Linked DNA regions of Mus musculus: all the other regions are linked to region 1. A link is a contact called in public HiChIP or PLAC-seq and promoter capture Hi-C data. All regions are on one chromosome and are shown on one strand. The core of a region is the stretch at or near the end of the contact, and the rest is flanking DNA. Distances in the headings are between cores, read along the strand shown.

Evidence for each region. Promoter capture Hi-C pulls out the DNA fragments that hold promoters and counts their contacts. HiChIP or PLAC-seq counts read pairs in DNA pulled down with a chosen protein or histone mark.
Region 2: a contact with region 1 is called in a promoter capture Hi-C map of hippocampal neurons, with 4 times the contacts expected there. The contact joins the promoter of Pdzd4 here to the promoter of Plxna3 in region 1. A contact is called at or near these places in 2 of 39 promoter capture datasets (hippocampal neurons and liver) and 1 of 9 other capture datasets (liver).
Region 3: a promoter capture Hi-C map of hippocampal neurons shows a contact between it and region 1, with 2.6 times the contacts expected there. The contact joins the promoter of Naa10 here to the promoter of Plxna3 in region 1. A contact is called at or near these places in 10 of 39 promoter capture datasets (the 3T3-L1 cell line, the C10 cell line, frontonasal cranial neural crest and 5 more) and 2 of 9 other capture datasets (liver and pancreatic islet).
Region 4: a contact with region 1 is called in an H3K27ac HiChIP or PLAC-seq map of embryonic stem cells, with 2.7 times the contacts expected there. The contact joins the promoter of Hcfc1 here to the promoter of Plxna3 in region 1. A contact is called at or near these places in 16 of 39 promoter capture datasets (the 3T3-L1 cell line, the C10 cell line, HPC-7-derived erythroid cells and 10 more), 2 of 484 Hi-C or Micro-C datasets (cerebral cortex and uterus), 8 of 115 datasets of contacts at active chromatin or transcription factors (bone marrow-derived dendritic cells, cardiomyocytes, double positive thymocytes and 5 more) and 3 of 9 other capture datasets (adipose tissue, liver and pancreatic islet).

Annotation. Positions count from the first base shown.
Region 1 is chrX:74,327,577-74,330,512 of GRCm38.p6, reverse strand. It overlaps Plxna3 (plexin A3), which reads right to left and starts at 1,447. Exons shown (of 33, transcript NM_008883.2): 1 at 1,298-1,447. It overlaps Gm39520 (a long non-coding RNA gene), which reads left to right and starts at 2,223. Exons shown (of 4, transcript XR_878127.3): 1 at 2,223-2,343; 2 at 2,718-2,783.
Region 2 is chrX:73,823,553-73,826,488 of GRCm38.p6, reverse strand. Pdzd4 (PDZ domain containing 4) reads left to right here and starts at 1,520. Exons shown (of 8, transcript NM_001029868.2): 1 at 1,520-2,207. The coding sequence starts at 2,148.
Region 3 is chrX:73,920,542-73,923,477 of GRCm38.p6, reverse strand. It overlaps Naa10 (N(alpha)-acetyltransferase 10, NatA catalytic subunit), which reads left to right and starts at 1,534. Exons shown (of 8, transcript NM_019870.3): 1 at 1,534-1,722; 2 at 2,108-2,206; 3 at 2,437-2,495. The coding sequence starts at 1,702. It overlaps Renbp (renin binding protein), which reads left to right. Exons shown (of 11, transcript NM_023132.3): 10 at 1,040-1,127; 11 at 1,215-1,357. The coding sequence ends at 1,339.
Region 4 is chrX:73,964,805-73,967,740 of GRCm38.p6, reverse strand. It overlaps Hcfc1 (host cell factor C1), which reads left to right and starts at 1,384. Exons shown (of 26, transcript NM_008224.4): 1 at 1,384-1,930. The coding sequence starts at 1,738.

The DNA.
Region 1 (2,936 bases), core at 198-2,697:
CTGGAGAATTAAGGCCTGAGACTGGTTTCAGTGCCACTACATCTCCAACTCATGGCCTCAGGTGCTTTCTCCCTTTGAGGGCCTTGGCTGCTTATCCAGGAGTCTGCTGTCTGGCCTTTCCACTGCAACACAAAGCCAAGACTCTCGCTGAGACAGACATCAGTCAAGCTTTGCTCAGACACAGGCAGACAAATGCTCTGCCAGGCCTGTGTGGCTCTCCCTGAAGAGCCAAAGGTTAGTCAGAGAGGGATATTGGCAGAAGGGTATAACCCACTTTTGAGAGTCCCAGAAGTATTATATGTAGAAACCAGCATCCTCAAATACAGTTGAAGCCTTAAGGCTATGGAGTACTACCCCTTCCCCTAAACAAATAGGGCCAATGCTGGCATTCACCCCCCGGGCCACACCCAGCCAGCCCCAGGCTGCAAAGACAGCAGAGCAGTGTCTCTGTAACTAATGGGGCAGAGCTCAGTGCTACCCTCTCAGTGCCCAATTCCCAAGAGACACAGGAGGGACTCAGAATGGGGTGGGGGGTGGGGGCCACAGCAAAGAGAAAGAAAAGCCAGCATTTGCTAGAACATGGAGCAATTCCAGCTTGAAAGTGCCAAGTTTCAGCTCAGAGTGATCAGCGCTCTGGGGCTCTTTTGTCGGGTCTGCATCCCAGACCCCTCATGCAACAACCAGAGAAGAAAGGAAAGCAAAAGAGAAAAGCGACTGCACCCTACCTTCACCTCTTCTACACTCTACAGAAAAGCCAAATTTTAGGAACTGGCCGGGACAGGTTGGAAAGGAGACCTGGAAAGTGGTAATTGGCAGCCCAAGACCCCACCCCAGCCCCCACCTCTAAGTGGCAACCTCAAGCATCACAGTCGCACCCAGCCCCTCTGCTACAGTCCTGCCAGCAAAGAGCGCGATGATGAGGAAAGCTCCATATAAATATGCAGGTCCACAGCCCGCTCTTCCACAATGCTCCCCTCTATGCCATGAACCCAACCAGTCCTGCCCCCAATGGGGGCACCCTGAGCAGACCCGCAGATACCTTAGTCAATACAGAGGCTACAGCAATGCTCAGAGATGCTGCTCCTCCTCTACAAAAGGGTTCTATCAACCAATAGGACTATGATCGAGTTGGCTGTCTCTTCCCGCTCAGGGTACGGAGTGCTTGGCAAGCCTGGTCTGGAGAGGTAGGGAGGGACAGGGCCTGACCCCAGAAACCATCTGGACCCCCAGGCTGTCTGAAACCTCTGCCATCCAGCAGACTATTGGCGCACAGGCTTTAAGGATGGCGACCACCTACCTGTCCCTCCACCGCGACTGACTCGGGGTGGCCACCCGTGGCCACGTGGACGTGCCCCCCCGCCCCGTGCCCAACAGCCGCCCCCCTCGCTTGGCCCCGCAGCCTCGCCTCGCACGCTGCAAAATCTGCAACCGCCGCCGCCCACACACTGGGCTGGCCTGCGGCCGCCTGGGCCTTTTAAACCCGGACCGTACCACCACACCGGGAGGGGGCTCCCAGAGAGGGCGGGCCGGGGCCCTAAGAAGCAGAGCGCATGGCGGTTGGGGGAGGCCGCTAGGCCCTGGGGCCCAGGACTCTAGTGCAAGAAGCAAGCCTCTCATGGGTCTCTGGGGATCCCTTCCTGAGAACAGCCCCCTTTGCTCAATGGCTGAGTCCTAGGCGCGGGCCTCTCCACACCCCCAGCTCCCCGCCTGCTGCCTTCAGCAACCCTGGAATCTGTGCGCGGCCGCGCCACACCCCCTTGGGCCTGGAGTGCGCGCCTCCAGGAGCCCGTGGCCACCTGCTACTGTTGCAAGATATTGCTTTGGCCGGTCCAACAAAACCGCACAAACAAAGATTGCCCCCTAACTCAGGGCTCTTTCTCCAATGATCCATAAACTGGTGGGCTAATACCCGCCACGAAGCTTGGAGTACTGCAACTTATAGCCATTTTCACCTAGTTCTTTCCTCAGCAAGTCACCATGACTCTGAATCTGCTGAATCTGGGATTTAATTCCATTGCTTTCTCTTTTTTTTCTTGAATTTATTTTCCCTTTAGTACAGAGTGGTCTCGAACTGACTACCCTTCTGCTTCATCCTCCCAATACTGGGATCATTATGGGTCTATGCCATCACAGCTGCATTTTTTCCATGTTGTGTTGAGATAGTGCCTCCTACTGTACCCCAGGCTGGCCTTGAACTTACAGTGATCCTCCAGCTTCACCTTCCCATGTTCTGGAATACAAGTATTTTCCACTGCTACAGTTATTCTTTGTGTGTGCATGCGCACGCACCCAAGAAGACCATCTGAGAGCATTAGACACCATAGAGCTGCAGTACAGTAGCAGGTGCTCTTAACCATTGAGCCATCTTTCTAGCCTCTTTTTTTTTCCGTTGTAAACCGCTTTATTGAGATATAATTCAGTTTTCATATAAGTCCTGTATTTAATGTATACAGACAATTCAGTGGCGTTTTAATATAATCCTAAAGATGTGCAACCATTTCTGCCATCTAATTCTTGAACATTTTCATCACTTCTAAAAGAAACTCTGTAGGAGTTAGCTATCAGTCTCAATTCCCCTCATATATATATATACCCAAGCTCTGGGAAACGCTCTGTCCTTACTGACTGTGGGGTTGCCTCTTAAGGATATCTCAAATAAATGGAACTATACAATATAAATATATTTTTATGTCGACTCATTCTTTTAATATTTTCAGGTTTTGTCAGAGTTGTACCATGGATCAAGACTTCCTTTTGGGGCCAAATAATATCCTGTTGCATGGGTAAGCCACATTTTATTTATTCTTTCATCAACTGACACATTTTTTTGTTTTCCTCTTTGGGCTGTTTGCTTACTTCTTTGTATGTGCTTGGGCCAGGGAGTGGCACTATTAGGAGGTGTAGCCTGGTTGGAATAGGTGTGTCACTGTGGGTGT
Region 2 (2,936 bases), core at 271-2,770, 500 kb after region 1:
GGTAGGTAGTAATAGCTCATACCTTTAATTCCAGCACTTGGGAGGCAGAGCAGGAGGATCTCTGAGTTGGAGGCCAAACTGATCTACAGAGCAAGTTTCAGGACAGTTATAGCTACATAGAGAAACCCTGTCTTGAAAAAAGAAAGAAAGAAAGAAAGAAAGAAAGAAAGAAAGAAAGAAAGAAAGGAAGGAAGAAAGGAAGGAAGGAAGGAAGGAAGGAAGGAAGGAAGGAAGGAAGGAAGAAAGACTTGTGCTAAGTTCTGTGGGCTAGGCTGGGGGAAAATGTTTTTGATGACTGGTCAGGACCTTGGTGAAATACATACAATTAGAAGGTAAAAAGATTTGGAGAGGATATTTCTAAGAGACTGCTCTTGAAGTAAGGTGATCTAGATCTTATGCTGTAGGCATGAGGAAGCTCAAATTACAGGGCAGAGGGGGCTGTTGTGGCAGTAACCATGGTGGAAGGACTAGGGTCCATCTCCTCTCCCCGGGGCTGATCTAAACACAGTGCCTCCCATCCACAGACATTTGTACTGAGCTCTCAAAAAGGGTATTCCTCAGGAAGATCTACTGGTCATCTCCTGAAAGGCTCAAGTTTTGCTTTCTGGGAAAGACAGTTTATAAGCACTCATACTTCCTTTCTGGATTTCAGGTTATTCCTATTTCTGTCTTTTGAACCAAAGTGGGGGTGGAAAGGAAAAGTATTGAAGCAGCCTCCCCCAATACTGTTAATTAAACATTTCTATGCTGTTATAAATCCCCTCACTCGCCAGAGCCTGGAGATAAAGACCAGACAATTTTATCAAAGGATCTTCTGCAGGTAAGAGGGCTAAGCAGCTCTCTCAGGCAGCCTCTGGGAACCTAGCTTTCAATCGGTCATTGTTATCTAGCCAAAGGCCATCTTTTCCTCTGGTTTATCAAGAAGAGGGGCAGCCTGTGGGAGGGAAGAGGCTAAAGGAGAAGTGTGAGGAGGGAAGGCTGGAACTGAGAAACAGACAGCGGTTTCAGTGCAAGCAAGGGGGGTGCCCATAAAGGCCCCAAAGAATGAGGCTTCTCTGTAGTTCTCTTGCCACCTACAGCACCCCCACGTTTTTCTTCTAAACAAAGGTATCCGTTTCAGAGATAGCAAGGGAATGGCTCAGTTAAAGCAGGGAACCAGTCTTTAAAGAGAGACAGAGGAAGGAGTACAGACATTGGGGCTGATACATTTAGAACCTGGGAAAGGGGTGAAATAGCCTCTCCTTGAGACCAAGGCCCTGAACTCTCTTCAGGAGTCCAGGGAAGCTTCTTCTTCAGACAGGATCCTCTTTTCTCAGGGACACACCTAGCAGACAGGTCCACTAGACACCTCGCCCTCGGACATTGGCATTATCTGGTCTCAGGGACTCAGGCCCCGCCCTCAGCTCCCTGCGCCGACTCCTGAGGCCCCCTGCCGCTCCCGCCCGCACCCAGCCTCTGCTTCTCCCACGCGCGTGCGCCCCTTCTCCGCACACCTCCCCCGCTGTTGCTGCGGGCGCGCGCGCGCGCGTTCCGGTGTTCCAGGCAGGAGCTGGAGACAAGCGACCGGCTGTGGGCCAGGCTCTGAGAGAGCGCCGTGAGCTAGAGAAGCGGGACCCTGCGAGGCTACAGCTGGCGTGGGCCTGGCCGCCTCTCCGTCGGCGGGCCGGGCCACGTCGCCAAGCCCAGAGGCTGGACTCCCGGGGCTGATGGCCATGGGCGGGAGCTGGAGACGACAGCGGCAAAGGCAGCGGCAGCGGCCGGCCCCGCGGGCGGGGAGCCGTGTGGCCCACGGCCCCTGACAGCCCCTGACGGCCCCGGCGGGCAGGCGCGCTCCCGCGCCTCCTGGGGTGGGGGGGCCGTAGCCAGGCAACGCCCGGCGCGCCCGCCCATCCCCCGCCGCCCTTTTTTTCCCCTGGCTGGGTGCGAAGGAGCATGCCTGTGTCTGGCCTCGGCCAGCAAAGAGTTAAGTCGAGAGGCTTGGAGCTGCCTTCCTCTTGGGGGCGTGCCCCCCTCCCCCGCTAGGCGGCTCGGCCCCCCGGGGTAAGGTATGGCCCCGGGCCCAGGCCCGGGACCCGTGGTCCCACGCACTGGCCAGTGAAAGATACCTTCCTCTTCCCGCTCTCCTCTTTCCCTCGCCGGCCAGCATCATGGGATGTAATATGTGTGTGGTCCAGAAACCGGAGGAGCAGTACAAAGTGATGCTTCAGGTAGGGCGCCTGGGCTGCTGGGGAGAGGGTCGCAGCCGGACCTAGGAAAACTGTAAACCCCGAGGGGGAGGGCCAGGTAGAGTCAAGAAAGGCAGGTGTGGGAGGGCGAGAGGGCTCGAGAGAAAAAGGTAGGGAGCTGATCTCGCCCTCAGATTATGGGTTGCTGGGTGCTGGCGCCCTGTGGGAACCATCCAGGGATGGAAGGAACTGGGTGAAGAAGATATGTAGGTGTTCAAGGCACATCACCTGGCACTCCGAGTGCGTAACGACCACTAACCATGTGTCCAGATCAGCCCAGGTGGGAAGTTAAGATTCTGTCCCGGGACAGTGAGGCGCTCAGTGGCCCGCGCGGGATGGAGGTTGCATAGCAACGGTCTGGATTCCCGGCACATGGTCCCAGGGTTGGAGCCTGACCCAAAGAAGCAGTGAAGTGCCTGCGGGACAGAGGCCGAATCCCGGGCCTGGCAGGCCAGATTTAAAACGTCGTCAATGGAGCTGGGTTTGAGTACCCATTTTCCCATCCACTCTCTAGACTAAGTCACGACTGTCGATTTCAGGGCCTCAGGCATTTTGGGTGAGTGGGTGACGCGGGGATCGATCGGTGGTGCCCAGCACGTGCTCTGCCTGTTGGCATCCGCTTTGGCCTGTTGGGCCTTGAGGACAAGGAGGGTGTTGAGAGCGACGCGTGCGGGGCGGCAGGAGATACCCTGCTGCCCGCTTGCACCTTGA
Region 3 (2,936 bases), core at 285-2,784, 410 kb after region 1:
TCTAAGAAGGGGTTCTACTTAATTATTTTATCAGTAGGAGCAAAATTGGAAGCAATGGATAAGGATCTGGGCTATATTTTGTGGAGGTGAAAAGCCTCAGTGAAAGAATAATGGGGTGTACAATGAATGGGTCTGTCCAGCCACCTGAGCTGCTGCTCCCCATATCTGAAGCATCAGACACACTGGACAGGTTCAAAAGAAGTGAGAGATGTGTTCAGAACCTATGGTCAAGACAGGCAGAAGACCAGGTTGGCATGAACCTTATAGAAATGTGTCAAGACTTTGCCTCCTGAGGACTGGGACTAAGGGCATGCCCCATTACATAGGGCTAAAGGAAAGACTGTGAGTCATAATAAAAACCTTGGTACGCAAGGACAGGAGCTATGTGTCTCTGCTTGTAATCCAAAGATCTTTTAGACTAAAGGCCTGTGAAGTAGATGACATGAACTCCAGGGAAGTCACTAGTTGTAAAGTTTGCTGAAACGTCAATCTAGGATTCTTTTTATTATTTTTATTTATTTTTAATTTTTTTGGTTTTTCGAGACAGGGTTTCTCTGTATAGCCCTTGACTGTCCTGTAGACCAGGCTGGTCTCGAACTCAGAAATCCGCCTGCCTCTGCCTCCGGAGTGCTGGGATTAAAGGCGTGCGCCACCACCGCCCGGTTTAGGATTCTCAAAAAAAAAAAAAAAAAAAAAAAAAATTCAGATAAGGTAAAATGTATCCATTTTTAAAATTTTCAATTTTAAGTGTTATCTAACAAACCACAACTGAATATAGAACACCTGTTCTCTCAGTGTAGCAGCACACAGCCTGCAACCCCTCCCCCCATCAGGTTACATGCTAAGGCAAACTGCCTACTACCCACAGCTTTCATCTTTTTCCAGGATACGGTCCACTAAAAGTACTGATTTGTGAAACTGCGCTTTTTACTCTAACCATTGGTACCGGTGCAAAAGGGACAGCGAGGGCCCCTTCCTCAACCGGTGACATTCGAGTGGGTCCTACCAGACACGAACTGTCATTGTCTCTTTATTCTAGTTTCGTGATCCTGAGTATGGGGAATGGTTTGGCTACCTGAACCAAGAGGGAAAGGTGGCCCTCACCATCAAGGGAGGTCCTTTTAAAGGTGAGCGAGGAACGGGGCGAGACTGTAGGGGTTTGTGGCACCCGGCTCGCCGGATCCTCCCTACCCCGGGGTTCATTCTCCCCACAGGCTGCTTCCATGTGCCGCGGTGCCTGGCCATGTGCGAGCAGATTCTAGGAGCCCTACTCCAACGCCTTGAGCCCGCCCCCCTCGACTCCTCGCCCGCTGTCTCTACCCATGAAGGCTCGAAATAAAGATGACCCTGTTCCACATGCTTGTGTGCGCGCCTCTGTGGGCTCCGAGGGAGGGTACAACTATTGCCCACACTTCCCGCCTTGAAAGGTCTTCGCTGTGGCTTCAAACGCACCACCTTGGGCGCTGATCCATCACGCCCAATTATCTCTAAGTGCCACGCTCATTGGTTGTGCAGTTCGGAGGCGGGTCCTATAGCTGGGTACTTCCGCTGCAGGCAGGTCGGAGCGGTCCGCCTTTTCCGCCGCCGTCCCAGGATCCTGGCCCCAGTCCAAGCTCCTATCGTCCTTTCCCTGCTTCTAAGTGGCCGCCGAGTGCACGCGTTCACGACCCACAAGGACCCGCGAGCTCCGCCGCCGCCGCGATGAACATCCGCAATGCTAGGGTGAGGTGACGGGGAGCCAGCCTGTCCGCACCGAGTGGGCGCCTTACGGGGTGACCGTGTGAGCATGTTATCGAGGGACCTGGTGCTTTGGTCCTGTAGGTCTGCCGACGCCGGACCTTAAGGCTGCTGCAGCCTGCTTTAAACATCTCGCGTTTATCCCGCGTTTCCTAATTCAGATCTCATTGAGTGGGCTCCACAACCTTTGGACACTATTACTCAGTCCTGGAACTGGCACGTTTTGCATGCCGCATGGAAACAGGGCTTGTGCAAAGTCGTATAGTAGCAACTGTGCCCTGCCCCGGGGAAAGGGGAGACCCAGAGATCGACGTGTGTGGCCCTCTTAGTCATTGCAGCCCTGGACTAACCGTATCCCACTCTCATGCAGCCCGAAGACCTGATGAACATGCAGCACTGCAACCTTCTCTGCCTGCCGGAGAACTACCAGATGAAGTACTATTTCTATCATGGCCTCTCTTGGCCCCAGGTGGGCAGCTTTTGCGTTTTGTAGGGGTGTAGGGTGCAACAGGAGGGAAACATGGATCCGAGTGAGCAAACGCAGTGGGCAAGGGTATAAGAACCTGAGGCTCTGGTTGATGGAGAAGCCTGGCAAATGAAAGGGTGTGTATAGAAACTAGGCTCCACAGAGTGGAGGCTGGCAGTGAGCTCTGTCCTGTTGCCTGCACTACATGACGTCCTTTTCCTTTCTGTCACCAGCTTTCTTACATTGCTGAGGATGAGAATGGGAAGATTGTGGGCTACGTCTTGGCTAAAATGTGAGTCACCAAGGAGAAAGAAAAGACACTAATGTTAAGAAGGACAAAAGCTTTGGAGAAGGGAATGGGAAGCGGTGAATTAGTTTGAGAGGCATTCTCTGTTGTCCAGATTGGTGCTCACTCAGGCTAACCTCAAACTTATAGTAGTCTTCATGCTGAGCCTTCTTAATGCTGAGATTTAACTATGGCCAGCTTGCTATGAATGTTGTTTTAATTAACAGATTTGTAGGGAAGCTCGAAGCTGACAGAAAAATTGAGCAGAGGGTACAGAGTTTTCCCATACACTCCTCCTCCACGTTTGTTCTCTAACTACCATGTATGGTACACTTGTTAGAAGTGAGAAACCTGCCGGCTGTGGTGGCGCACGCCTTTAATCTCGGCACTCGGGAGGCAGAGGCAGGTGGATTTCTGAGTTTGAGGTCAGCCTGGTCTACAGAGTGA
Region 4 (2,936 bases), core at 135-2,634, 360 kb after region 1:
TTCAGAGCGCGTGGCCGAGTCCTTCGGGAGGCGCGGGCGGATGTGGAGACGCCTCGGGGTGTTGCTGGCGCTCCTGGGAGCGGGCAGCAGCTCCGCCCCTGTGAGCTCATGGCGTCACCTTCCGCTCTGGCCCCGCCTGCAGCTACCCGCTGTAGCTGGGTTCTAAGTGTCGCAGAGTGTTCGGAGCGGGAAAAGAGATGCTTCTCAGCAAAGGGTGCAATCGCAGTATTCTTTGCCACCCTTAACTACCATGTGTCATGCCGCCACTGCTAGTTAAAGGCCATTTCTCTGGTTTGTGTCCCATCAGCGACCTGGGAGACAGTTCCCAGGGGGCGTGGCCAAGCGACTGAACGGAGTTAGATTTTCATCCGGGCATCCCTAGATGCCGCGGCCATCTTTGTTTTGTGCTGAAACTCGCTATTGACGCCCGCAGACGACCGGGCGTGGGGAAGTGGCAAGATGGCGACTCCCAGAGTGGAGGCGTGGAAGAGCCCTGGTGGGGGGGAGTGCAGGGCGGGGCACTACTGCACCTGACCTGAACTCTACTGTCTCTAGCTTACTGCACAGAGCACCAACTCGCCCGCAAATAGACAACGCACTGGTTTTTAAAGAAGCTTTTAATTCTTTATGAGCTTTGGGTCCTTTAAGAGGCTTGAGACCAGAGTCAAAGACGTGCGAAGGCGGGGAGGAGGGGGAAAGGTGACGTCTTCTGACCCCGCCCCCTCGCCCGATAGCCGCCATGTTTAGTTGTTACTTCTTCACACAAGATGGCGGCTCCCAGGGAGGAGGCATGATCGCCCTGCCGTTACCGCTTCTTCTGCCGTACAATTGTCACTTCGGGTCTTAACTCCTGCTCTTTCGAGCGGCTCCTGTGGGAAGGAGTCTTAAGGAGGGAAGCGAGGATTGGACGCTGCCTTGCGTTTGGTTTGCTGTGGAAGAACTGTCCAGGAAGAAGAGGATAGGTGGGGTGGGGGGGGGAAGAGAAGCTAGTCTCAAGATGGCGGCTCCCAGGGCGGCCGCCACAGCCTGAATAGCAGAGGCGGACTCAAGGGAGAGGTGCAAAACCTCTCGAGCCATACGGGTCGGGGCTTCGAGCAGCAACTGAGAGTTGGAGCCCGTTCCGCCAGCCTCTGACACGCCTTTATTACTTAGGAACGTTGGGGTTCTGCGATCGGTGGTTGTACTAAGTGCTGGGTGGGGAAGCAGGACGGTTTCAAGATGGCGGCTTCCACAATTGTGGTCTGACTGTCGGCGAAGTTGAGACAACCGCGGCATTTGTGGCTCTTTTCCACCCGCCCCGGAAGCCAGCCAGTGCTGGGGACGGGGGGTGTGGGAACCGGGCCGGGGCTCCGCCATTTCCGGCGGGGGAGGGCTACGACTGAGGAAGGGAGGAGAGAGAGGCGGCTCAAGATGGCGGCTCCCAGAGCCTCCTGCTCGAGGTTCTAAGCGGGAACACCCAGGCAAATAGTTAGAGCGACGGCGCTCAGTGGCCTCCAGCTTCTCGGGAATAGGTGCTCTGCAGTTCTGAGAAGCTTTTAAGGATACGAGCTGAGTGAGAAGGGGGGGAAGAGCCAAAGGAAGGAGGATAGTTAAGATGGCGGCCTCCATGGAGTCGTCCACCGCTGTGTAAGGAGCCGCTTCTTCGTGAGAGCTGCCTTAGACGAAAGGGGGTGTGTGAAGAATTAAGGGTATCCTCCCATTCAGTGACCTCTTCCCACTGCATCCTTAACCGGAACTATGGCTTCGGCTGTGTCTCCCGCAAACTTGCCAGCGGTGCTTCTGCAGCCCCGCTGGAAACGGGTGGTGGGCTGGTCGGGTCCCGTGCCCCGACCCCGCCACGGCCACCGTGCAGTGGCTATCAAGGAGCTTATAGTGGTGTTTGGCGGCGGCAACGAGGGGATAGTGGACGAACTACACGTGTACAACACTGGTAAGTGCTACCGCCCTGGGTTTCTCAAAGTCTTCCCTCCATCTCTCTCCTAACCCTTCTTTTCCCTATCTTCTCTTTTCCTATCTCACTCCCCTGATGTGTTTTCCTTCTCTCTTTGCACTTATTGCCATCTTTGCTTTCTCCCTGATTTTTCAACCCCCGTTCTTACACCCCCGTACTCTTCTGTGTTTAAAGGTTGCATTTCGGTACTTAGAGAAACCCTCTACTCCGACTGGTGAGGGGGAGGGGATGTCGCGGGCGACAGTGACTTCAGACGTACACCGTTACCCAGTGGGCTGGGGCTGGCGCGGCAGCGGATGTGTTCTCTTGGCGCAGGCGGAATCCTCCCCCCTCCTGCGATAGTCCTCATCTCCAGCGCCCATGCTCGTTCGGGAGAAAAGATAATATTTAGATCACAGATCCGTTCTCTACACCCAGAAAAAAAGAGGGAAGCATTCTTTAAGGTGCAGGCTTTTAACAGACTAATGAGACCCTCGTGGCAAATACGAATGGCATGATGACTATACTGCCCCCCCCTACACACACATGGGGGTATTGTACCAGTTGTGAATTTTTGTAGTTTTTTTTTCCTTCAAATTATTTCTTTTCCTAATCTGGTGCCTTAACAATTGAGTTCCCCCACCCCGCCCCCCATAGCAGACTGGAGGGCTCAGTGTGTCTTTTGTGTGTGTGTGTGTGTGTGTGTGTGTGTGTGTGTGTGTGAGAGAGAGAGAGAGAGAGAGAGAGAGAGAGAGAGAGAGAGAGATTGAAGGGGTTAACTAGTGCCTCCTTCCCCAAACCCAAGCCCTTGCAAATTGGGAGGAGCCTATCTGCAGGTATAGCTGATCTAAAGCCTGGCCTCTGTCCCCTCCCTTATGGGAGCCACATGTTGTTCCTTGCTTGCTTCCCTTGCTCTGTCTTTAGGGCAGAAAGCTTTGAGTCCTTCTCTGGTAGCCTCTTGGCACTTTCTGCACATGTAGTACGGGGGATTGGCCTGAGTCGCCGG